Regions from separate parts of the Mus musculus genome. Here all the other regions are linked to region 6. A link is a contact called in public Hi-C, HiChIP or PLAC-seq and promoter capture Hi-C data. All regions are on one chromosome and are shown on one strand. The core of a region is the stretch at or near the end of the contact, and the rest is flanking DNA. Distances in the headings are between cores, read along the strand shown. Region 1 holds the start of Endou (endonuclease, polyU-specific). Region 2 holds the start of Rpap3 (RNA polymerase II associated protein 3). Region 3 holds the start of Cacnb3 (calcium channel, voltage-dependent, beta 3 subunit). Region 4 holds the start of Vdr (vitamin D (1,25-dihydroxyvitamin D3) receptor). Region 5 holds the start of Rapgef3os2 (a long non-coding RNA gene). Region 6 holds the start of Ccdc184 (coiled-coil domain containing 184).

Evidence for each region. Promoter capture Hi-C pulls out the DNA fragments that hold promoters and counts their contacts. A called contact is a pair of places that touch in the nucleus more often than the background predicts. HiChIP or PLAC-seq counts read pairs in DNA pulled down with a chosen protein or histone mark. Capture Hi-C pulls out chosen DNA fragments and counts their contacts.
Region 1: a promoter capture Hi-C map of stem cell-derived epiblast-like cells shows a contact between it and region 6, with 5 times the contacts expected there. The contact joins the promoter of Endou here to the promoter of Ccdc184 in region 6. A contact is called at or near these places in 21 of 39 promoter capture datasets (the 3T3-L1 cell line, 3T3-L1-derived adipocytes, the C10 cell line and 12 more), 1 of 15 datasets of contacts at CTCF or cohesin (embryonic stem cells), 11 of 484 Hi-C or Micro-C datasets (B cells, the G1E-ER4 cell line, the N1E-115 cell line and 6 more), 2 of 115 datasets of contacts at active chromatin or transcription factors (T-cell acute lymphoblastic leukemia and large pre-B cells) and 1 of 9 other capture datasets (embryonic stem cells).
Region 2: a promoter capture Hi-C map of embryonic stem cells shows a contact between it and region 6, with 3 times the contacts expected there. The contact joins the promoter of Rpap3 here to the promoter of Ccdc184 in region 6. A contact is called at or near these places in 6 of 39 promoter capture datasets (the 3T3-L1 cell line, the C10 cell line, embryonic stem cells and 2 more), 1 of 15 datasets of contacts at CTCF or cohesin (embryonic stem cells), 13 of 484 Hi-C or Micro-C datasets (B cells, the G1E-ER4 cell line, the N1E-115 cell line and 6 more), 1 of 115 datasets of contacts at active chromatin or transcription factors (embryonic hindbrain) and 1 of 9 other capture datasets (embryonic stem cells).
Region 3: a promoter capture Hi-C map of adipose tissue shows a contact between it and region 6. The contact joins the promoter of Cacnb3 here to the promoter of Ccdc184 in region 6. A contact is called at or near these places in 1 of 39 promoter capture datasets (the C10 cell line), 3 of 484 Hi-C or Micro-C datasets (the N1E-115 cell line, embryonic fibroblasts and embryonic stem cells) and 1 of 9 other capture datasets (adipose tissue).
Region 4: a contact with region 6 is called in a Hi-C map of Th1 cells, with 3 times the contacts expected there. The contact joins the promoter of Vdr here to the promoter of Ccdc184 in region 6. A contact is called at or near these places in 3 of 39 promoter capture datasets (the 3T3-L1 cell line, hippocampal neurons and liver), 1 of 484 Hi-C or Micro-C datasets (Th1 cells), 2 of 115 datasets of contacts at active chromatin or transcription factors (both in embryonic stem cells) and 1 of 9 other capture datasets (adipose tissue).
Region 5: a contact with region 6 is called in an H3K4me3 HiChIP or PLAC-seq map of bone marrow-derived macrophages, with 5 times the contacts expected there. The contact joins the promoter of Rapgef3os2 here to the promoter of Ccdc184 in region 6. A contact is called at or near these places in 7 of 39 promoter capture datasets (the 3T3-L1 cell line, embryonic stem cells, hippocampal neurons and 2 more), 1 of 115 datasets of contacts at active chromatin or transcription factors (bone marrow-derived macrophages) and 1 of 9 other capture datasets (liver).

The regions. Positions count from the first base shown.
Region 1 is chr15:97,729,973-97,733,661 of GRCm38.p6, forward strand. Endou (endonuclease, polyU-specific) reads right to left here and starts at 1,433. Exons shown (of 10, transcript NM_001168693.1): 1 at 1,243-1,433. The coding sequence starts at 1,297.
Region 2 is chr15:97,704,338-97,708,135 of GRCm38.p6, forward strand. Rpap3 (RNA polymerase II associated protein 3) reads right to left here and starts at 1,485. Exons shown (of 17, transcript NM_028003.2): 1 at 1,413-1,485.
Region 3 is chr15:98,632,705-98,636,152 of GRCm38.p6, forward strand. It overlaps Cacnb3 (calcium channel, voltage-dependent, beta 3 subunit), which reads left to right and starts at 2,063. Exons shown (of 13, transcript NM_007581.3): 1 at 2,063-2,509. The coding sequence starts at 2,465.
Region 4 is chr15:97,906,727-97,910,119 of GRCm38.p6, forward strand. It overlaps Vdr (vitamin D (1,25-dihydroxyvitamin D3) receptor), which reads right to left and starts at 1,570. Exons shown (of 10, transcript NM_009504.4): 1 at 1,509-1,570.
Region 5 is chr15:97,759,926-97,763,473 of GRCm38.p6, forward strand. It overlaps Rapgef3os2 (a long non-coding RNA gene), which reads left to right and starts at 1,653. Exons shown (of 3, transcript XR_384421.2): 1 at 1,653-1,919. It overlaps Rapgef3 (Rap guanine nucleotide exchange factor (GEF) 3), which reads right to left. Exons shown (of 28, transcript NM_001177810.1): 3 at 1,754-1,807; 4 at 1,550-1,656; 5 at 1,183-1,304; 6 at 654-822; 7 at 40-124.
Region 6 is chr15:98,166,077-98,169,546 of GRCm38.p6, forward strand. It overlaps Ccdc184 (coiled-coil domain containing 184), which reads left to right and starts at 1,730. Exons shown (of 1, transcript NM_177716.3): 1 at 1,730-3,470. The coding sequence starts at 2,240. The coding sequence ends at 2,815.

The DNA.
Region 1 (3,689 bases), core at 183-2,682, 440 kb before region 6:
CCCTCTCCCCTCACCTCCCATCCATGTAACAGCAGAGGCTAACCATCACTTTCAGCCCTAGTAGCCCAGGGCTGCCTGAACCTCTAAAACCACTACAGCCATACCCTCGGGGACCTCCTCCAAGGACCAGATGTCTCCCACGCAGTCCTATCCCAAGCTCCTTGACCATCCATCCTCCTACACTAGTTAGTCCCACACGCTCTCCTCTATTCCCTCAGTGGGCAGACCTGAGGTAAGGTCCCGAGCTTACATAGGCTTCTTTCTTCTTCTTTCCCTTCCTCCTCTTCCATTCCAGCCCTAGGCAGAGCTGAGTCCTCGAAGAGATGCCTGTAGTGTTGAGAGCCATGGGAATGGCTTTTCCCCTCCATGCCTTCCCTATTTAGGAATCCCCCTGGGGTTTCTCTGTGCGTCCCCTGATGGGGAAGATCGCAAAATTCAGCTCCTCCTAGAAATCTTTATGCTACAGACCCAACAAGTCCCAACGGGCTGAGCCCTCGACTGCTCCTCCTGCCTTGACTTATCAGATCCTGTCCAGAGTCCGAGGCAGGAACACCCTGGGAGGCTGGAATGGCAGGAACTCTGACTCTCCTGGAGCTCAGCTCCCTCCCTTGGCTCTCCTCCCTACCACCCACTAGTCGCTAATTAACACAGCAGTAGCAGCTTTTGCACAGTTACAGAACAGGACAGTGTCCCTTTCCTCTTCCAGTCCCCATCTCCTTCCATCACTACCTGCAAATGCAAGGCCCATCCCTTCTCTACCTTTCAGCTCCCCTAACCTGGGGCAACCCCACCCCCACCCCATCACACTAACCAGTCATTTGTTCTTTCCCAAGTAGGACAGGGCTCACCTCTGAGTCAGGGGCTTTGGTTTCCTCCTGAGCCCACCCATCTCCTAACTCCCACCTATCACCAGGCAGCTGAAGAGCGAGTGACCAAGGGCATCCAGGTAACCCCAACTCAGCAACCTCCTTCCCTTCCAAACCATGTAGTAGCCCCAAGAAAACAAAACCTCATCCAAGTATGGAGTCTGGTTTTTCTAGTGATGTTGGAGCTGATCCTCCAAGATCTCAGCTCTGCAATCCCTCCACATCATTAGCCAACTTCAGAGCCTGATCCTGCAACCTCAAGCAAGGGCAGGTCAAATGGTCCACTGGGTTAGGACATCATTCATCCTGTTATGCCCCAGCACTCTGTTCTTTAGGCAACCCAGCCTACGCCCGTGCCCACCAGAGAATGACTTACCAGCCCAGGCTAGACCACAGAGCATAGCCACTATAAAAGGAACACGGGCCTTCATGATGCCACCTGCAGCAGAGCGGCCGTTGGACTTCCCACCACAATCAAGATGAACGTCACAGTGCCCAGATGAGCCGTATCCCTCAGGCCGATCCTTTTAAAGACACCAGGACTTGTGGATCTGGTGTGGCTGGATCCTTCCAGGAAGGAAAGGGGGGAGGGAGGGATCACAGATGGATAGGAGGTAGAGAGGAGGAGGAGGGGGAGGGGGAGGGGCCCCACAGCTGTTTGAAGCCTAAGAGAAGGTGACTAAGCAGGCAGGTCATGCCAGATGTTTAAAACAGGTAATGCTTGCTATTTGTAGCTGGAAAATAGGCCACACTAGCAGACGCAGCAAGATGAACCTAGTTTGGCAGGTTCTCTATTCAAGTGAGGAGCACTAATGTGTTCCTCTTTGGATGATCTATTTTAAACACCCACCTACCCCCAGTCCCAGACCTGGCCTGCTGGAGACTGTAGTTCTAGATTCCCATTCGAATGGCGGTGGTCACATAGCTGGTGCGTTTCTCATTCAGTATAGAAATCCCTTCCGTGATCCCAAGTGCTTGTGGGATTTTCCCTTGGGTGTCATCATGCTTGAAGAGGTAGAGGTGCATCCTCTCTGGACTGCTCATCTCCCCTCACAGATCTCGTTCTTAACCCCTAGGACTTTATAGCCTAAGATGGACCAGCACAGAGAAAATTAGTTAAGGGATCTGGAGGGAAAGACAGCAGGACACTAAGTCAGCAGTCATCAGCTCGTTCACGCAGAGGTAACTTGGGGAGAAACTTGGATTTCCTTCTGGCTAGGTTTTACAGCAACTTGGCACAAGTTAGGGTCATCTGCGAAGAAGATGCCCCCATAGGCAAACCCGTGAGGCGTTTCCATGGTGGATGACTGACATGGGAGGTCCAGCCCACTGTGGGCGGTGCCAACCTTGGCCACGTGGTCTTGGGTTGTATAAGAAAGCAGGCTGACCAAGTCACGGGAGCAAGCCAGTGAGCAGCGTTCCTCCATGGCTTCTACTTAAGTTCCTACCTTAGGTTCCTGCCCTCAGTGATGAGTTGTGACTGGAAGATTGTAAGACAAATTAAACCTTTTCCTCTTCAAATTGTTTCGGGTCGTTTTACCACAGCAATAGAAACCTTAATTAAGACGGATGCTCACAGCATTGTATACAAGCACCCAGAAAAGGTGGAATGCACCCCCAACAGGATTTTCTATCTGCTGGTCATCTAGGAACCCCACCGCTTCCCCTCCTCGGCTCTCTTGCAGCTAGATGCTCACTTAGGCTTCTATCTTGACAAGCTTTTCCAGGGAGCCACTATGGAAACTCCAGAAAACTGGGACCAGCGTGGGGAAGGATCCAGGGAGGTGCATGGTGAAGGGTGAGGGGAAAGAATGCTAAGGGAAAGAGGCCAAGGCTGCTAGGGCTCAGGGCAGGCAGCCATCAGAAATGTTGGAAGTGGGTATCCTGTTTGGTGATAGCTATCCAGCCGCCATTTTATACTAAGTGCTATGTTGTAACGGGGTTTAGACCTTAACAATTCTCCCTGTGAGTTATATATCTATTCTCATTATTGATCTGTCTGCCTACTTACAACCTACCTATCTATTTCATCTGTGTGTCTGTGTATCTGTCTGTCTGTCTATCTGCCTGTCTGCCTGTCTCCATCTCTCTGCCTCTGTGTGTGTGTCTGCGTGTGCCTGTCTCCATCTGTGTGTGTGTGTGTGTATGTATGTATGTATGTATGTATGTATGTCTGCTTGTCTCTCTATTTGTGTGTATGTTTGTGTGTCTATGTTTATACGTATGAGTACAGGGACATGCATGCTACCGTACACATGCAGAAGTCAGAGGACAGCTTCGGGTGTTGGTTCTTGTTTAAGACACGATCTCTATAATCTCTGGTGGTCTTTGCCAGGCTCACTGGCCTGTGATCTTCCAGCCATTCTCCTGTCTGCACCACCTCCCATATTCCCAAAGGAGTTCTGGGATTTGCATATTCAGGCACTACTGTGTCTGGCTTTTATTTGTATTTTGGGATCGTAACTCTGGTTCTTGTGTTTTCATAGCAAGCTCTTTCTCTGGCCTTCCGGAAACCATTGATCTCTGCTGGTAAAAAGTACACATGAACTTAGCAATAGTCACTCACTGGGAACCAGGACCTGGCAGGATCAGAGGTGGAGATGGAGAGAGACAGACAAACAGACAGAGGCAGAGACACAGAGAGAGACAGAGAGACAGACAGACAGACAGACAGACACACACACATACACACACACACACCTACACACACACACACACACAGAGAGAGAGAGAGAGAGAGAGAGAGAGAGAGAGAGAGAGACTGGCCCCAGGAATATAAAATGCCCCCAGGCCAGCCTACTCTACCATGCTGATCCTGTGACA
Region 2 (3,798 bases), core at 235-2,734, 460 kb before region 6:
ACCTATAGGGAGCTGGGCCCATATGAGAGCTGCCACCCACCCACCGCCTGAGAAAATTAACATGTTAAGTAGGAAAGTTTAGCAGCGCACACACGTGCTCGTATGTTCATGGCGTTAGGTCATAAAAAGACTGAGAATAGTCGCAGGATTTTTACGGATAGAAATGAGTTAAATGAATCACGTTACATGGGACAGGGGTTAACGTTGTCTTTCCTAATGTAACTCCATTGGAAGCACATGAAGCTCACAGCGGTGCACAGTCGACCACTGCTTCTGGTTCCAGCTATCCAGGAGGCAGAGGGGGCCTCACAAATTAAACTCAACATGACGCCTTAGCACACCTTAAGAGTAAGTTTTAAAGGGCTAGGACATAGCATTTGCCAACATGTGAAAGATGCTGAAGACTGTAAGAGAGACAGAAGACAGACAGGCAGATAGATACAATGGGTAAAGTGACTGGACTAGGTACCTTAAGATAGGAATACTTGGAGGGAGGTTATAAGAGCTTTCCCCCCCCCCACCCCCCACCCCCAGTAAAAAGAGGCTGTTTAAAACGGCTCGGCCCGACAGTGGTGATGCACGCCTTTAATCCCAGCTCTCGGTAGGCAGAGGCAGGCGGATTTCTGAGTTCAAGGCCAGCCTGGTCTACAGAGTGAGTTCCAGGACAGCCAGGGCTACACAGAGAAACATTGTCTCGAAAAACAAAACAAAACAAACAAACAAAAAGTGTAAAACGGATCTTCTGACTCAGCCTCAACGAGGCAGTTTAAGCGTCAAGCAGTGTCCACTTTTGGTTATGCGCATGCATTTCATTCATAAACAAATCCCGCATAACGCTTTGCTGAACACAAACCAGTACACCTGCAAAACGAGACCCTTAAACGCTGCACGTCTTCAATCCCAGCACTCAGGAGGGAGGCAGAGGCCCGCGGTTCGAGGCCAGCATGGTCTACTACACAGCGAATTGCAGGGCAGCCTGGGCTACAGAGAAACCCTGTCTCTAAACAAACAAGCAGACCATGAGATGCTGTAAGGGCGGCAGCTCTCCTTCCACCCACCCCCGGGTCCTAGGGCAGCCCATGCTGCCAGGACGGGGTTCGTTCCGCAGGCAACCAGAAACTTCCAGAGCCTGGGGAACCACGTTCACGTCCCGTATCAAGCCAAGCCTGCATACCCTGGCCTGACGGAGCCCGCAGGTCCGCCGCCCTCGCGGGACCGTGGCTCCGGAGGTCCCGCCACCGCAGACCGCCCGAGCCCGGACGCGGAGCCAGCTCAGGCCGAACCCTGGGCAGCGCGCGGAGAGCGCACTCGGGAACCAGCCCCGGCGCCCCGCCGCTGCTCCCGGCCCGGGCCCAGCCCCGCTCTTCCACCCCACGCCCCTGCAGCCAGCGGGAACGGTAAAGCCTACTCACCCGCCACGGCGGCCACCAACCTCACCGGCTCCAGGGAGACGCACGGCGTCCTACACCACCGCCGGAGGTCTGCGCCTTCCCACAAGGCCCCGCGCGCCGCTCGAGCGTGCGCAGAAGGTTCGGCTCCCGCGCTCGGCTGCTCTTGCTTTGCTGGCGGTGGACGTAGACTGATGTTCTAACCTCTTCTAGACTAAGCGTGAGGATCCCCCAAAGTGCACCCATCTTGACGTATTGACCTCCAAAGCATAAAGCCTTTTACTCCCCTCGATTGTGTTTCTGAGAGCTGCCCTGCTTTCCACTAACGAGATGTTTGTAGCCTCTGAAAATCCTAGGAGAAAGTTACTGTAACTTCTAAGAACTGTCAATGCTGGAACTCTGCTGTTTTCTCTCTGAGTCTTGTATGTGGCTGCTGGTCTTCCTTGTGCTTTTTTGCTACTAATCTTTTTCCTTTTCTAAGATTATCTGTAGATTTCGGGCTTGTGTCTATCTTTAGATAGACCCTGGCTTATCTAAAAGAATGACTGAAACCTGTAATGCTTGCTTCTGCTTCCTTTGTGAGTGAAGCTGTTTCCTATGTAATAACTCTGTTGTACAATGCAATGGGTATAATTTTTTAAGTCCACAAACCAACTTTTTTCAAACTGAATGGAAAACATATCATCTCAAAGATCAGTTATTCATTCACAAGTTTGACTGAACCTTCGAATCACACAAGGGAGGCAGCCGTGCAGGTGTGTATCCCACACACGCTGATTTATGAATCTTATCCCAGAGGTTTGACATAATTAATCTTCGATACAACTTCAGCATCAGTCATTTTCAAAGCACTGGGTACAGCTGTGCAGCTGCAAAACACTAATCTACCTGCCTGTCAATGAAAAACCGCCCCTGGTCTTTCCTCACTAGGTCATATCATTAGGATCTTTCTTTCCCTCATGGTGTGACTGGTTGTCTTTTAAGTTCATTTAAAAGTAAAGATCAGAAACTGAAGAGAAGTCTCCATGGTTAAGAATGCTGTTCCCTGGCTGTCAAGATGGCTCAACGGGTAAGAGCACTGACTGCTCTTCCAGAGGTCCTAAATTCAATATCCAACAACCACATGAAGGCTTACAACCATCTGTACAACTACAGTGTACTCACATACAATAAATAAATAAATAAATAAATAAATAAATAAATAAATAAATAAATCTTTAAAAAAAAAAGAAAAGAAAAAGAAAGAATGCTGTTCCCTGTTGCAGAAAACTTGAGTTCCCAGCACCCATGTGGTAGTTAACAGTTCTGTAACTACAATTCCAGAGGATCTGACGCCCTCTTCTGGCCTCTTAGCACCAGGCGTGCATGTGGTGTGCATACATACATACATATATGCAGGCAAGCACTCTTACACATTATAAAAATAAAAGAGCATTATTTTCTGATGATATTGTAGATAAACTAGCTTTTAACAAAGTGTAACTGTTTCTGTAGCAAATCCTACTCTGTGTACTCCACCACCCACAGCAGGTGCCATTGCAGACAAACTAGGTTTAAAAAAATGTTTTTAATGTGGATGCTCGGGTACACCTTTAATCTTAGCATTGCAGAGGCAGAAGCAGGTGGATCTCTGCGAGTTCAGGGTCTACATAGTGAGTTCCTCACCAACCGGAGTCATGTGATGATACCCGGTCTGAAATAAACAAAAATAAATAGAAATAGGGCTAGAGAGGCGGCTCGCCAGTTCAGAGCACCGGCTGTTCTTCCAGAGAACCTGGATTTGATTCCCAGAGGTGGATCATAACTGTGTGTAACTCTGGTTCCCAGAGAACTGACATCCCGGGGCACCAGGCACACATGTGATGCACAGGACTACCATGAAAGCAAAACACTCAAACACATAAAGTTTAAAATAATTTTAATTTAAAAATAAATAAATAAAAATTTAAAAGAATCTAAATGTGTCTAAATTAGCCATAATTCTATTTAAAACAGACGTTGACATTCATAGGAAAGCAACTACATTTGCTATCTCACTTTCAGGCAGGGTTGATGGAGAAGGGAGACAGCAGGGGGCCAACCAGCTGCTCCACTGAAACTCCATAGCACCCTTGGGTGGTGAATCCTTCCCCCTCCCCCGATGTGTATACTGAATACAATCAATTGTAACAGAACCATCTCCATGGCCATTGCTTCCGAACTTTGAGGTACTATTGTCCCACTTGTGACAACCGTCCCCTCTGTGAGCTCAGACTGGACCATCTTCTCTGTAGATGGCATGCCTCTCTGCTTCTATTGACAATTATCTCTACATAGGCTTCCGTACAACAGGCAAACCATGTCTTCCCAACCCCTCCTGTGAATAAACTGTAGTCATCTCCATTGAGTTTACTGTTAATCTCTTCGACAG
Region 3 (3,448 bases), core at 813-3,312, 470 kb after region 6:
CGCTATTGAAAGGAGGGCCGTGCCAGGCTCCCTCAGTGACCCTCTCTGAGTTCCCGGGGAGGGGGCAACCTAATAGCTGGAATGTGAGGGGCCTCCACCTGGAGTAGAACTCCCAGTTCCTGCCTCAGTTTCCCCACTTGCTGCCCAGTTAGTTTTCTAGAGGTTCTCCGCTTCCACACCTGGTCTTTTAAGGCTTTCCTCTTTGATCTTGCTTCCACAGCTGGATTAGCAGGAGAACTGGCATAGGCAGGTGTGGCTCTAGTGAGAAAGGAAGTGGACATTCTGTGGCAGCTCAGAGGTATAGGAGGAGAGAGGGGAGATCAAGTGCCTGCAGGACCCAGGGGATGCCTGTAGGTATGAGGAACTGGAACCCATCTCCAGGAGGAGGTGGTTGGCATGGCAACGAATTTCTCAGAGGCCGACTTAGACACCATTGTCCCAGCTGGGGATGAGGACAACAAGGTCCCCGTGAGGCTGATAGCAAATCTGCTGCCTAACAGTCCAGGGATCCCCATGGGTGGGTGGACAGTCCCAAAATTAGAGAGGCCAGGGGAGGAGATTCCAGACGGGACCCTCTTCCAGGAGAAGAGAGCCAGAAGGGTCTTACTCTTTGACACTTCTCCACCCTCTGGGAGGAGAGAGGGGACTAAGGAGACAAAGGAAAAGGATGGTACAGGACAAGGCAGTACTTGGGGACACAGAAGATATCGAACTAACCCTCAAACACACTGGGTTGGAGCAGTGGAAGCTGCCTCCCCCAGTTGCAGCTGGTGCCCTCAGACACAAGGGCTCCAATAAAGTTGCCTGCCGGTCCTTCAGTCAGGAGACAGACTAGGGTGTCATTAGATGAGCCCCCCCCCCCATCTTTTTCTTACCGAGGGAACAGGAAGATAAGATATAGGTGGGAAGCCAGTTGGCTTGGGTGGGTGGTCTTCCTCTCCTTTCTACCGCACAGAACCTTCTATAGATCTCTTGAACCCTTCCCAATTGTAACCGGAAGGGTGGGCAAGTGTCCTGAACTTACACCCTCCGGGGTTTCAGGAGCTAGAAGTGGCAAAGGGCTGAGTTGAGAAAGCGAGACACCAAGCACGGCTGGTGTCTGCCTCACATCCTCTTGGGATGCCCAAGCAGGAGGTTAAAATGCAAAAGGAAAATTTTGGTCGGGGGGGGGGGGGGAGGGATGTAAAAAGGGAGCGAGCTCAAATGATGACAGCTTTTAGAAGATCTCTTCAGAGATTGCGACTCTTTCCTCGAATGGCGGGGTGGGGGTGGAGGGCGCTGACTGGTGCTGGATGATTAGAACCAGCATCCTGCACACCGTACGTAATTCTGGTCTTTTGCAAAGCGGTAGGCTTTACCCTTCTTCCTTCCCAACCTCAGCGTCAGGATCGCACCTTTGCTCCACCCTTTAAGCTCACCTAAAACAGCCCCTTTCTGCCCCAGTTCCCGCGGATGCTTTGGCAATGTCTGGCACAATCCTTGGCAGGGAAGTGAAGAAGAGAATCTCCATCCCGGCTTAACTTGGATAAAATCTGCCCGTGCAACAGGTGTGGGGAGGCCTAGCCACCGTCCCCGAACTTCCCCCTTCTTAAGGGTCGGCCCTTTACCGCAGCCCGGAACGGAGAGGGCCGGGCACCTGTTGGGGCAGGAGCTGCTTTCATGGCACGGGTCTGGGAGCTCAAAACCATTTCTCCCTAGTACCACTGCGGGGTTTGCTTTGGGTGTCTCCAGGACTTGCAGAGAGCTGACATTGCCGGATCACCTGAGACCTCTTCCCCATCTGCTGTCCGTCCTCCTTTAGATCTCCATTTTCCTGTCTCCGCGTTCTCCCTGCCTCCAGTCCTCCTCTCTCTCCAGCCATCCTCCCCGCCGCCCGCACCCTCTCGATTCTCCACCGGGCTCGCGTCTGGTTGCGGCGTCTCTCCCCTTCCCCTCCCCCGCGCCAGCCCTTTGTTTCCCGGCGGAGCAGTTCCTGGGTTGCGAGAGTCCCTGTCTCTGCATCTCTCCTCGCCCCGCCTCCTCCCCGCCGGGATCCGCCCCGCCTGCAGCCTCTCCGCCCTTCTTCCCCGCCGCCCCGGCCCCGGAGGTGCCGGGGACCCACCTTCCCGACTCGCGTGCGCCCGGTTCCGCGGCCCCGGCGGGTCCCCCCTGGCTGCCGCGCCCCCGCCGCCCGCGTCTTCCCGGGAGGGGGTCAGGTGGGCGGGCACTATTGTTGTGGGAGCCGGCGGCAGATTCCTCAGCCGCGCTGGCGCGCTCGGGGTGGGACCGGCTGGGCTGGGGGGTGGGGAGGGGAGCGGTGATCTGAGCTGCGAGCAGCTGGTCTTCGCGGCTCGCTCCTTCCTTCGCGCTCGCGCTCTCCGCCGCCGCCGCCCGCAGGGCTGCGCGGCTCGGTGGCATCTCGGGCGCGGCCCGCCGTCCTCGCCCCCGGCGCCGCTCGCTCCCCCCACCCACCCCGGACTCCCCCATGTATGACGACTCCTACGTGCCCGGGTTTGAGGACTCGGAGGCGGTGAGTGCCCGCGGGGGAGGGTGGGGGGTGGGGGTGGGGGAGTTGGGATGACACCTCTCTCTCTTCAACCCTTCCCCCAGTTCTGCACTTTGAAAAACGCCTTGGCAGCGAGCGGGGCAGCGCGCGTAAGCCGGCGGGGGGCTCTCTAGGAAAGTGGGAAGATGGTCTCTCATAGCCAGGTATCCCAGGTACTCCGGTGTGTGCACAGGGACGCTGTAGGGGGAAGGCTCGAGCAGGTGGCCCCAAAGCTCAGGACATAGGAGGCTGAGGAGGGGAGGACAGAAGGCCCCGACACCGAGGTTTTTAGAGCGAACATGGAACATTTGGAGTTCCGTATCCTGGGTTCATGGGGTCTGAACACAACAGGGAAAGCTGAGCTCCGGGGGAGACACTCCGGACTTGTGCCTCAAGTAAATGACAAATTAGGGAGCTGGAAGAACATTAGCGACTCGCGTACCAGCCTCTGCAGACAGGAATTCTAGAACTTGGTCTCTTTTTCCTCTCTGCCCACCCCCCCTGCGCATGGCCTTGACTGCTCTCACTCACCACTGCCTCTAGCTCAGCTTCTTGGAAAGGCCACCAACCACAGGGGTGGGCCATCAGACTGTGTTCAGTCTAGCCCCCTGCAGAGGAGGGCCTGGAGGTGAGGCCAGGGGAGCTCAGGGGCATGGGGATGGGAAGGAAGCTCTTTGCTCCGAGAACCAGGCAACCAATAAATATTTAATTCTTCTCTTTGCTTTTATCTCCTGACCCACTGAGACAAATCAGCTCATTAGACAGTGATTCCCGGAGCTCAGAGAGCAGAAAGACTGCCTGGAAAGATGGGACAAGAGTTGGGGGGGGGGGTCAGTGTCAGAGCCTCATGGAGTCACCAGTCTCCCCTTAGACATCCCACTCGATATGGGAAAGGACCACTAACAGGGCTTGAAAGGGTCCCCT
Region 4 (3,393 bases), core at 320-2,819, 260 kb before region 6:
GGTCACCTATTTCTGCTCAAGGGGTCTCTAGTATCCAAAACAAAGGCAGACACTTTCACTCCTACTGTCTCCTGTTCTGGCTGCACACACTATTCTCTCCAGTCTTCAGCTAGAGAAGGAATAGAGATGGCCCCCAAATATAAAAACCCTTAGTTTACAGAGTTGACGGTCCTGGGTCCAGACAACTGCTCTCTGCCCCTCAGAAGTCCACTCTTCCTCCCTAGCCTGGGGAGAGCATTCCTTGCATTTTCTGCTCCCTCGGCCTTCTGATTTCTCCTGCATGCCTGCCTTACGGGACAAGATGGGTACCTGACAAGGTAGAAATGGAACCAGTGCCTGGTAACTCCACAGTACTGGGATGTGCCTCTAGTTCTTAAGAATAGGAAGAGGTGAGGATTTACCACAAAGCCACTGTCTCTTCGTGGCCATCTCCTGGAATCATCCCTTGCCCATCAGCCTTTGCTGACATTCCCCCCCCCCCCACCTCCTGTGTCATGAAGAAGATGGCTTTCCTCGGGGCATCGAGGCAGACCTGAACTCTGTCCAAGGGAACATTTGCAATGCCCAGAAAATGCCTGCCCAACTGCTTGCCTAGGCTCTGGCCCCTCTTACCGCTGCTGGGCCCAGACAGGAGGCTGACTCATTCACCACAAAGAGGAGGAGGAGGAGAAGGAGGAGGAGGAAGAGGAGGAGGAGCAGAAGGAGGAGGAACAGCAGGAGGAGGAGGGTTGCTCAGACTCAGAGAGCCAAGGCTCCCAGAGCCCAGGCAGATTCAGCCTCAGGTAGGGGATAGTCATAGTGGAGACAGTGGACTTGGAGATCACACGCAGATCCTACCTAGATTCGCCTCTTGCATCCAAGTCCCTTCACTCTCCAAACAGAAACTAGTCCTTAAAACCCCTTTCTCAATTTCCACGCTCACCCTCGAGTCCCTCTGGACATCTGTGGACAGGCTCTCCTGAAAGAGAAACCTAGCACACTGGTCTCAAAGCACCGGCGGTTTTAGAAAGGCAAGCACAAAAGGAAAAAACTCCATATAAAAGATTCCACTCCACTATCACTGGTGATCACACATGGCTCCGCGAAGTAATAAACAGGCTCTACACACTCCACCTCCAGAGACCTTAGCACCATCGACAGCCAATCACTCCCTTCTTACTCCTCCACTCCAAGTCAAAGCGCCCGTCCCAGGAAAGAAACAAACGCTTCTTGTTGTCCAGCGCTGAGCACCCTCCTAGCTAAGGACTCCCACGCTGAGCCGCCTGAGCATCGCGGAGGTGGCTGTCCCCTCGCCAGCCTCGTACGAACTTCAGCTTTCTCAGACTTGGGTGCCCTCTCAGAGTCCCAACCTCATGGCACCACAGCCCGGATCTCAGTCGCCAACTTTGCTTTCCGAGTCTTGGACTCTAGCGCTTGCACCCGAACGCTGAGACCTCTAGATCCCAGACGCCTGCCCCGGGTCTAACCACTCACCCAGAACCCCCTTCCCCCTGCACCCCGATCCGCACCTGGTCTGGCGGTGGACACACAGCTCGGCGCTTCCCGTGCTTAGGGCTCGGCAGCAGCTTTTTGACAAGCAGAGACTGCTCAGCACCTGGCCCCGCCCCCGCAAGGCCCCGCCCCCGGACCGCCCTGCCCCTCAACCACGCCCACTAAGTTCAGTCCTCTGAAGCCCTGAAACTTTCTTGACTTGGAATCAACCACTGCACTGTCGCCTTGGAGGCCCTGCCTTGTGAGGGGCTCCAGGACCGCCAGCCACAGTGCAGCACAGGCGTCTGCCTTCCGTGGAACAGTATTTGATGATGTCGTGTGTGCAAATCCACGTTTCTGCCTGTGATGATCCGTGATGTAGCCACCACCCACCCCTGCCGCCGTGGTTCTACCCAATCTGCTGTAAACGCCTCCCCCAGGTGTGTCACCCGTACCTGAGTTGACCCGGGACCCCGACGCCCGCGGCGCGCTGCAGGGAGCCGTTCTCTGCGCGCGCCGGATGGGGAACCTCAGGTGAGTTTCTCCTGCAGGGCGCTCAGCCGGACTCTACTGGTTAGGATTAGCCCAAGAAAACCAGATTGGAGGTTGGAGTTGCGTCCTCTCTCCTACCTGACGTTCTTCTGCTAACTACACCGACGGAGCATGTTCCTGGCTAATTGCATCTCATTCCAGCAAGCCTTGCTGTAGCTTCTGAGGTCTCTGCCTCCCAGATCATCCCTTGCCACCGAGACCCTGGTGTGAAGGAAAGGCACAAAGTTCACCTCAAGACCTGGAACTGTGCATGGCTCCTGAGAACTCATTGTAGAAAAATTTGGATAAAGATTACTCTACTCACACGCTCCGTGCTCCGCAGTCTATAGGGGTCCCTTTTTTGAGTAGGAGATGTATGCATAAATAAACATAAGGGTGTTCTAGAATACAGATACCCCCAATGTCACTGGACAGTTGGTGACCTCCTGTAGTTAGGAAAGATAATGTTTAGGAGGCTCAGTGGGGACAGGGAGGTGGAGAACCCAGTGATTTGCACAGACCAAGCCGTGGACCAGTGGAGGATGAGAGCCCAGCCTGGCGGTTAGTGCACTTCTCATTCCTCACACAGAGGTGTTAGAGTGGAAGAAATACTGCCCCTTCCAGCTCTTGCTGACTGTCCCCAAGAAACCAACGGAGGCTAAATAGAAGAAAGAGCTTCCAGACAGTGGGGTCTGAGGGGAAGCTGTGAGGAGCTCTTTAAGAGACGGTAGTGGAAACATTCTGGGAAGGCTTCAACGTTTTCAGAAAACATGTGACACATGGTGTTTAAACTCAATGAATGAATGGAAGAGGCCTTTTGGGAGCCCTCCCAGGCTGGTGTTTATTCTAAATGAAAAAAGAAATCATTTATTCTAAATGAAAGAATCACTTTCTAGAACATCAGGGGAAAGCTGACTCTCTCAAGAAGAAAAGCACAGGAGGGAGTCTCAACAGCCAACACCTTAGGGCATTTTGAAATCCCCCCCCCCACCCCCAACCCCCCCAACCCCCCCAACCCCCCCCCCCGTGAGCCTCTGCAGGAGGCGATGGAAGATGTGCACCTACATAAGCCATACTGACCTTACTGGGAATCTTTTTCACAGCCGTGAGCTGGAAGTTCACATAGGGTAGCATGTTCTCTGGATGTTTTATTCAACCTTCATGTCAATCTTTCAAGACAGAGCAGCAAAAACTCCGCCCCCCCCCATCTTAAAACTTGGCATTTTTGCAGCTGGGCAATGACAGAACCACTTGAACCCCGTCTTCTTTATGACTGACCTCCATCATTTCACACTGCCTCTCAAAAAAAAAAAAATCCCAAGTAATTTTCACCTATTGGATCACAGTCTAGAAAAACCAACCATGTGAGGAGAGGGGCAAAGAGATAGCTTG
Region 5 (3,548 bases), core at 403-2,902, 410 kb before region 6:
GGGGTCTGGCTGAAGAACAAGCCAGTTGTGTGTACTGACCGAGTTAGAAAGGTGTGCCACCGCCTTGATATGCAGCAGCTCTTCAAAGATCAGGTCCAGTTCTTCATCCGTACGCTGACCTGGGCTGCAGGAGCAGAGGAAGCCCTGAGAATCGTGGACCGGAGCCAGGGAGGCGCCATGCCACGCCACCTGCCCGCTGGGGCCTGGGGCCAACTGGCCACTCCACAGCAATCAGTCAAGCCAATGGTTATCAATAGCAGGCTTTGTGGGTGAGCCCCAGGGACGGGCACTGTGCTAAGCACTGTCTGTGGACTGTTTCATTCCACTCTCACGAGGACATGAGCATGGTGATCCTCACTTGACAGAAGAGGAAGGAAGCTGGCTGGAGAGGCCCAAGTCACCCAGTGAGTAGCTAGCTGGTTGGACTAGACTTTGAATCCTGACCTCTTTCTGTCCAAAATCCACATCCTCTGCCAGTGGGTAGGGCCTTTAGATCCTCTGGCCCTACACCCTCAGGAATAGGAGAGATGGTCTGGGATGTGGGGGCTGAGCCTCTACTGCCTAGGTCCTTTCCCCAAGATGAATCAGAGAGTCTATGGAATCTGAACTGAAGGCCATGTGGGAATGGGAGCAGAAGCAGGCTCTTCACTCACGGCTTCCGGAGCGCCACGGTGAGTAGGGCATCAGGCCCTCGCTGGGACAGGAGGGCCATAGCCTCAACAAGCTCCTCTTCCACATCTTGAGTTCCTGTAGGCTCGGGCTCCGGTCCAGGGAACCTGTAGAATTGGGCATCTCGGTCCTGGAAGGTCCAGTCATGTTTTACTGGGGAGCCAAGATATGGCAGAGAAAAGAAAATCAGGTGAGGTGTTGATTGGACTTAATTCTAGCAATATCAGAATGCCTTAATCCAGCGGTTCTCAAACTGTGTATCGATACCCCTTTGGGGGAAATCACATATCAGATAATTATATTATGATCCATAAGAGTAGCAGGATTATAGTTATGAAGTAGCAACAAAATAATTTTATGGTTGGGGTCACCACAACACAAGGGGTCTCAGCCTTAGGGAGGTGGTGAACCACTTGCCTTAAACCTCTCCACAGCTCCCACCAGAGTCCACTCCCCAGGTCGGGTCTCCCTACCCCCCACCCAGTCCTAGTGCCCAATCAGAGTTCAGCTCACCATGACAAAGGGCACCCTCATCCAGCAACACTTGGCAGATGCCCACGGCTTGGCTCCGTGAGTGGACCCCAAGCCCCAGAGCCAAGATCCCATCCACTAGCTCCCGGCCAGAGCAGCAATGCCTGTGGGGAATGGCAGGGGGTCAGAGAATCAAAGTGGGAGGATGTGGAACTCTATCCAAAGGCACCACCCATCCAGGCCCACGTACAGCTCTTCTACACCCCCCACTCCCACCACCCACCACTCCCTAAACCCCCACTCCCCAGCCCACCCCCCCGCACCCCTTTTTAAAGCAGGGCTGGGCCCAGATGCTTGCCGGAGAGAAGGAAAGGGAAGAAGGCAGGCCGGACCCCAACTCACCACTCACCGATATAGTCGCAGATGGTATTTTCTGTCTCGGATGAGGGTAGGGTACGTGGCCAAGAGATGGCGGTGCAGGAGCTTCCCTGCCTTGTGCACATGCTCTGTGGTGGCCTGGGACGAAGCGGGGAAGGGGACCACAGACTTTGACCCTGAACACCGCCCCCTGCAGCCCATAGCCCCTCCCAACTCTGCCTTCCTCAGCTCATACCTGCTCCAGACTCACTCTGAAATCCAGGGAGTCCTCGCTGTTGGTAAGTGGTGTCTGAGGACAGTACGAAGAGTTTGCAGGTCAGTGGGGGCTCTTCGGACTCACGGAGTAGGACCCCTCCCTGCCCCTCTCAGAAGATACCTTTTCCCACACCAGTGTGCGGCAGGTGAGAACCCCAAGATTTCTATTCTGCGCAGCCAGGGCCCACACGTACTCAGGCTGCTAGGCAAACAGGCCCCGTTTGTAGCTGGTCGGGGGTGGAGCTAAAGGAAGTTAGAAGATGTGCTACAAGATTCAGGAGAGGCCAGGGCATGAACACCTTAGGAGGCCTGGGAACACCAGCTTCCGGCAGGGTCTACAGGCTGACCTCAGGCTCAGATCTGTGCCCAACCACAGGGTCTGGACTAAAGCTCTATGTACAGAATCTCTAAAGCGTAAATGAGCGAAACTCTCGAGCTTTTGGAGGGCCCCCACGAGCCGGCACAGAGTGCGTGTTTAACCACTGCCTGGTGTATGGTTGTGCACATATTAGCTTTTACTCTTTAAAAAGGCAGAGGTGTGGCCGTGGCTGACAGGCTTGTTTCTCTCTAGCAGATACTGCAAGCCACAGCCCTGTAAGGGTAGGGAAGGCCTTGGTAGCCCGGAACTGGCTTACCATAGAAACATTGCCTACTGATGCTCTTGGTAACAATGTTTCCATTAGGGGCTCCAAGGCAAAAGTGCCCTGCCGAACAGCCATGAAGGCCCTCACAGCCCTCTTGTCCATCCATCTGAAAATGGAGAGCCTATGCCCAGCTTCCGGCAGGCTGCTCTGTTCTCTACAAGCCCTCTCAAGGCATCCTTTCCAGCTCAGAGCATATCCACCTTCCTGACACCCCCACATCCTAGGTGTGCTAGGCAGACATGATGTGTTCCCTCACGACTTTCAGGGAAACAAGACTGGATGTGAATTCAAGCGCCCTGCATAACATAACCACGCAGGCGCAGGATTGTCAACCAGGTGTGGGTAAATTGGAGCTCCCACCCAAGGCGGTCTCATTTCCATCCATTCTGCCCACCACACCTCCCTACACTCAAGGAGAAGTGCTGGCTGGGGCTGTGGGATCCAAGACCTTTCTCTGAGACGCAGATCCGAGCAGAGGCATCTTTTCCCTCTACCCAAGCAGAGACCCGAGGTCTGACGTGAGTGCCTAGCCCAGCATGGGGTGGAAGTCACTGGGTGTCCCAAGGGTATCTCTGTCCGGGTCACGAGCCCAGGCCGGTGCCAGACACACAGCCCTAGAGACTTAAGGACAGGAAATGAGGAGGAGGAGGAGCCAGAAAGGGAGGCAGAGCAGGAATGTATCCAGCCAGGCCCTATGTTGGAACAAACAGTGCCCGAGTGCTAATGACTTCTTGTTATTTGTATCAAAATGCCCAAGTCAACCTAGCTCCTGTCCCAGCTCCCTGTGGCGCCCACAGCCCGGGCTCTAGCTGGACTCGGTTACTATTGTTGTTAGATTTTGTGTGTGCACATAGAAGATAGATGAGGGTTAGATTCCCTGGAACTGGAGTTACAGGTAGCTATGACACTGTTGCTGGGGGTCAAACTCAAGCCTTCTATAAATTCAGCAAATGTTCTTATGCACAGAGCCATCTCTTCAGTTACTTTATTTTCTTTTTGGGGGGGGGGGCGGGGGGGCAGGTGCAAGGTCTCCTGCAGTCCAGGCTAACGTCACTAAGTATCTGAGGATGACCTTGACCCTTTGATCAGTACCCAGGGCTCCATGCATGTTAAGTGAGCACACTACCAACT
Region 6 (3,470 bases), core at 480-2,979:
TTTGCACACGAGTGCATGTGTGTTATGGTGAGCCTGTGAGAGTCAAAGTATAACTCTCTGTGCCGAGGGATACCAAGAAAAAGTGTTCTGCTCTTTCATGAGCCAGCTTAGGGATCATCTAAAGTTTATTGACCATGTATGGCAAGAATGGCAGAGGCAAGAGCAACAACAAATTTGTTGAAGGAGCAAGGAAACAAGATTAATCATTAGTTTTTAGAAAGCAATACTGCATGGTGTGTGTGTGTGTTCATCTTTGTTTTGGGGAAATCAAATTTCTCACATCTGTCCAATATATGTCTTAAGTTATTTATGTAAACATTCCGACCCTGGGCACTTTAAGATAGTTTAATTTGCTTTTATTTTAACAGTAGCAGTAAGACAGGCATAGATGAATCTGTTCTTTGGTGCCTCAAAAACCTGGCTGGACACTCTTCATCGCCAAGACATACAACCAGGGAAATTAAAAAACACACTTGCAGTTACTGAACTACAGGTGACCAATGACACTCACCCACACTTAATTTTTTATACAGTTAGACAGCACTGTTCATTTACTTCTCCTTCCCAGAGTCTTGTAAACTCAGGGTTTTGACCACTTGGCTTCCTTTTATCAAAGCGATGTCAGCGTGTTATAGCCTACAAGATGACTACCTTCCCAGCCTATGTCGTCTCTAAATATATTATAACCAAATTTTCTTCCTCCTCCTCTTCTCCTGCTCTACCCTCTAAGTAGGGGAAGGAGTTTTCACAAAGGACAGGGGTGGTTAGTGGGCATCTAAAGATGGGAACTAGGGGCGCTGGCCCTAATAATTCACTCAATTGCACTTCGGTCCAGTGTTAACTCAGATTTAGAAACACTATTATTCGGTCCGTCAAGAAAACGATGTCAGCTGAGGTCTCTCAGTCATTAAGGGCTGAAAGGAAATTGTATTCAGGTCTTCTGAAGTCCACTATGTGTGGGCTGGAGAATCCTGGGGAGGAGAATGGTACTTGGTGGCTCTTATTTAAGTAGCTATTCCACAAATACATCATCTGCTCTCTGCGTCTCGGACGCTATTTAAAGCGCTGGGGATTCCGTGATGGAGGGTGCAGGGGAGGGGAATCTGTTGTTATGGAGTTTTCATTCTCGGAATTTAAGTACTTAGCTTCATAATTTTCATACCCCCCCAACCTGGGTAGAAACAGCTGGGTCCCATAAGAGACTGTATCTCACCCTGAGCTTTCTGGAGGGAGGGAAAATTGTTTTTTGTTTTTTTTTTTTTTTTTTTTTTTTTTTTTTTTTTTTTTTTGCTGCAGAAGGGAGAAGCAGATCGGTCGCGCCTCCCTCCGCCTTCCTCTGCACCTCCAAGCCTGGTGCTGCCAGCTCGCCTGGGATTATTAACAATCGCTACCCAGTCCTGTGGGCCGCTGGAGGATGGACCTGGCTCTCCCATGGTCCTCCAAGGAAGGAATGCGGAGAGCGGGTGAAAAGCCCCCCCCCCCCCCCCAGGCAGACGGTCTCTCTCCGGCTTGGGGGTGGGGGTCGTGCAGCAAACTGCTTTCTCATGCTGTCCTATTAAACATTGCAGCCACATGCTCTTTGCAGCTTCTCTGAGGCTACTGCAGCATCCCTGCCCCGCCCGTCAGCCCATACAACAGAGCTTCACTGCAGCTTCGGAACCCTGTTCTCTTTCTTCCTCACTTCCTCGTTGCCATGGAGACACACGTCATTTACGTGCCGTGCGTCGCCTTGGAAACGGGGGAGCATCCGCGGCGCCGCCGGGAGACCCGCCCCTGCCTCTCCAGCCGCACTCGCGGGCACTGCTGGTGGATGGCTGGGGGGAGTCCCGAGACTGACGCGCTGCGGGTCCCCGTCTCGACCCCGAGCCCTCTGCGAGCGCCTCTGTGACCTGTGAGCACTCTTTGTCGGTGATTGCCGGGAGGGCGGCGGGGACATAGGTACCACACTGGAGGCGAGCGGGCAAGCCACTTTTGCCCCCTGGGTAAGCCCGAAGATCCTGGTCCCGGGACCCTAGACAGGTCTTCGATCCATAGACTCTTCTCAGCCCTCCTTGATCCCGCCCGTGTCCTCTGCCTGGGGCCGCTCTCTTCACGTAGGCTCCCCGCCCCTCTAGGGAGCCTAGGTGTCCCTGGGCTCCACCCCGTCCCTCCCGGGACCTCTCCCCCTCCACACCCTTCCCCCACCCTGGAGGCCCGCTGGACACGACCCAGAGCTGCCACCGCCCGCTTCTGCCACTCAATGGAGGACAGTCTGCTGGAGATCATGACCAAGGACGGCGGCGACATGCCAGCGCCTCTGGAGGTGTCCACGGTGCCCGCCGTGGGGGACGTGATCTCTGGGGAGTATAACGGCGGTATGAAGGAACTGATGGAGCACCTGAAGGCCCAGCTGCAGGCCCTGTTTGAGGACGTGAGGGCCATGCGAGGGGCACTGGACGAGCAGGCCTCGCACATCCAGGTTCTGTCGGACGACGTGTGCGCCAACCAGCGGGCTATAGTCTCCATGTGCCAGATTATGACCACTGCGCCCCGCCAGGGAGGCTTGGGCGTGGCCGGCGGCAAGGGGAGCTTCCCAAGTGTTCCCCATGAACCAGAGACACCTTCGCCTGGGATCGAGGACAGCGGCTTGCTGGGTCGTGATCCTGATGAAGACGAGGACGAAGAGGAGAAAGAGACACCTAACCCCGCCACACCCACCAGTCACTGCGAGCTCTCTGAGAGCCCCGGTCTCCTTGGGGAGGATGGGCCACTTGTGGAGCCCCCCGACCTTCCTGACATTACCCTGCTGCAGCTGGAGGGCGAGGCCTCTCTGTGAGGGAGACCCCACCAGGGAACCAACTACCCGCGCTGGCTTTGGGTTTCCAAGTGCTTAACCCGAGGGGACTGAACAGTGCGGTGCAGTGTTCTTCACTTCAAACGTGGTCCTTATAGGTCAGGGAGAGAGACTCCCTCACAGAAGGATTTGTAGAGTCAAGGACTTTGGAAGCATCGCGAATTCCACCCAAGCAGGCATCATAGCAAACTGCAGAAAGGTGAGGTTCCCAGAAAGGACGTGCCCATCTCTGGACTCTCATCTATCCCTTTACCTTGCCCCCTTCCCCTCTTCCTAGGAAACAGGAGGACCATTGAATTATGTAAATAAAATTCTGCTTTTTCTATTCTGAAAAAGGAGTCATCTAGGACTTTGGCAAATAATCTCTATTTACCTAGAAATTAAGGAGTTGGGGTATTCTGTTCTGGCAACAGGAAATTTACCCTTTTCCCCAAACCCAAGATATTCAGTGCTCTGCGGAAACCTCTCCCCCTTACAGATCGCTCTGCAACTGCTGATGGGTAAAGGAAGCTTGAGGAGGGAACTGCGGCCCTAGGAGTCAGGGTACTCGGGTTCCCAGGGCCCCTAGGCTGGGAGGAGCTGGCTCTGATGTGCATGAAGACACAAGAGCTCAAGCTCTGGCACTGAGCATGCAGAG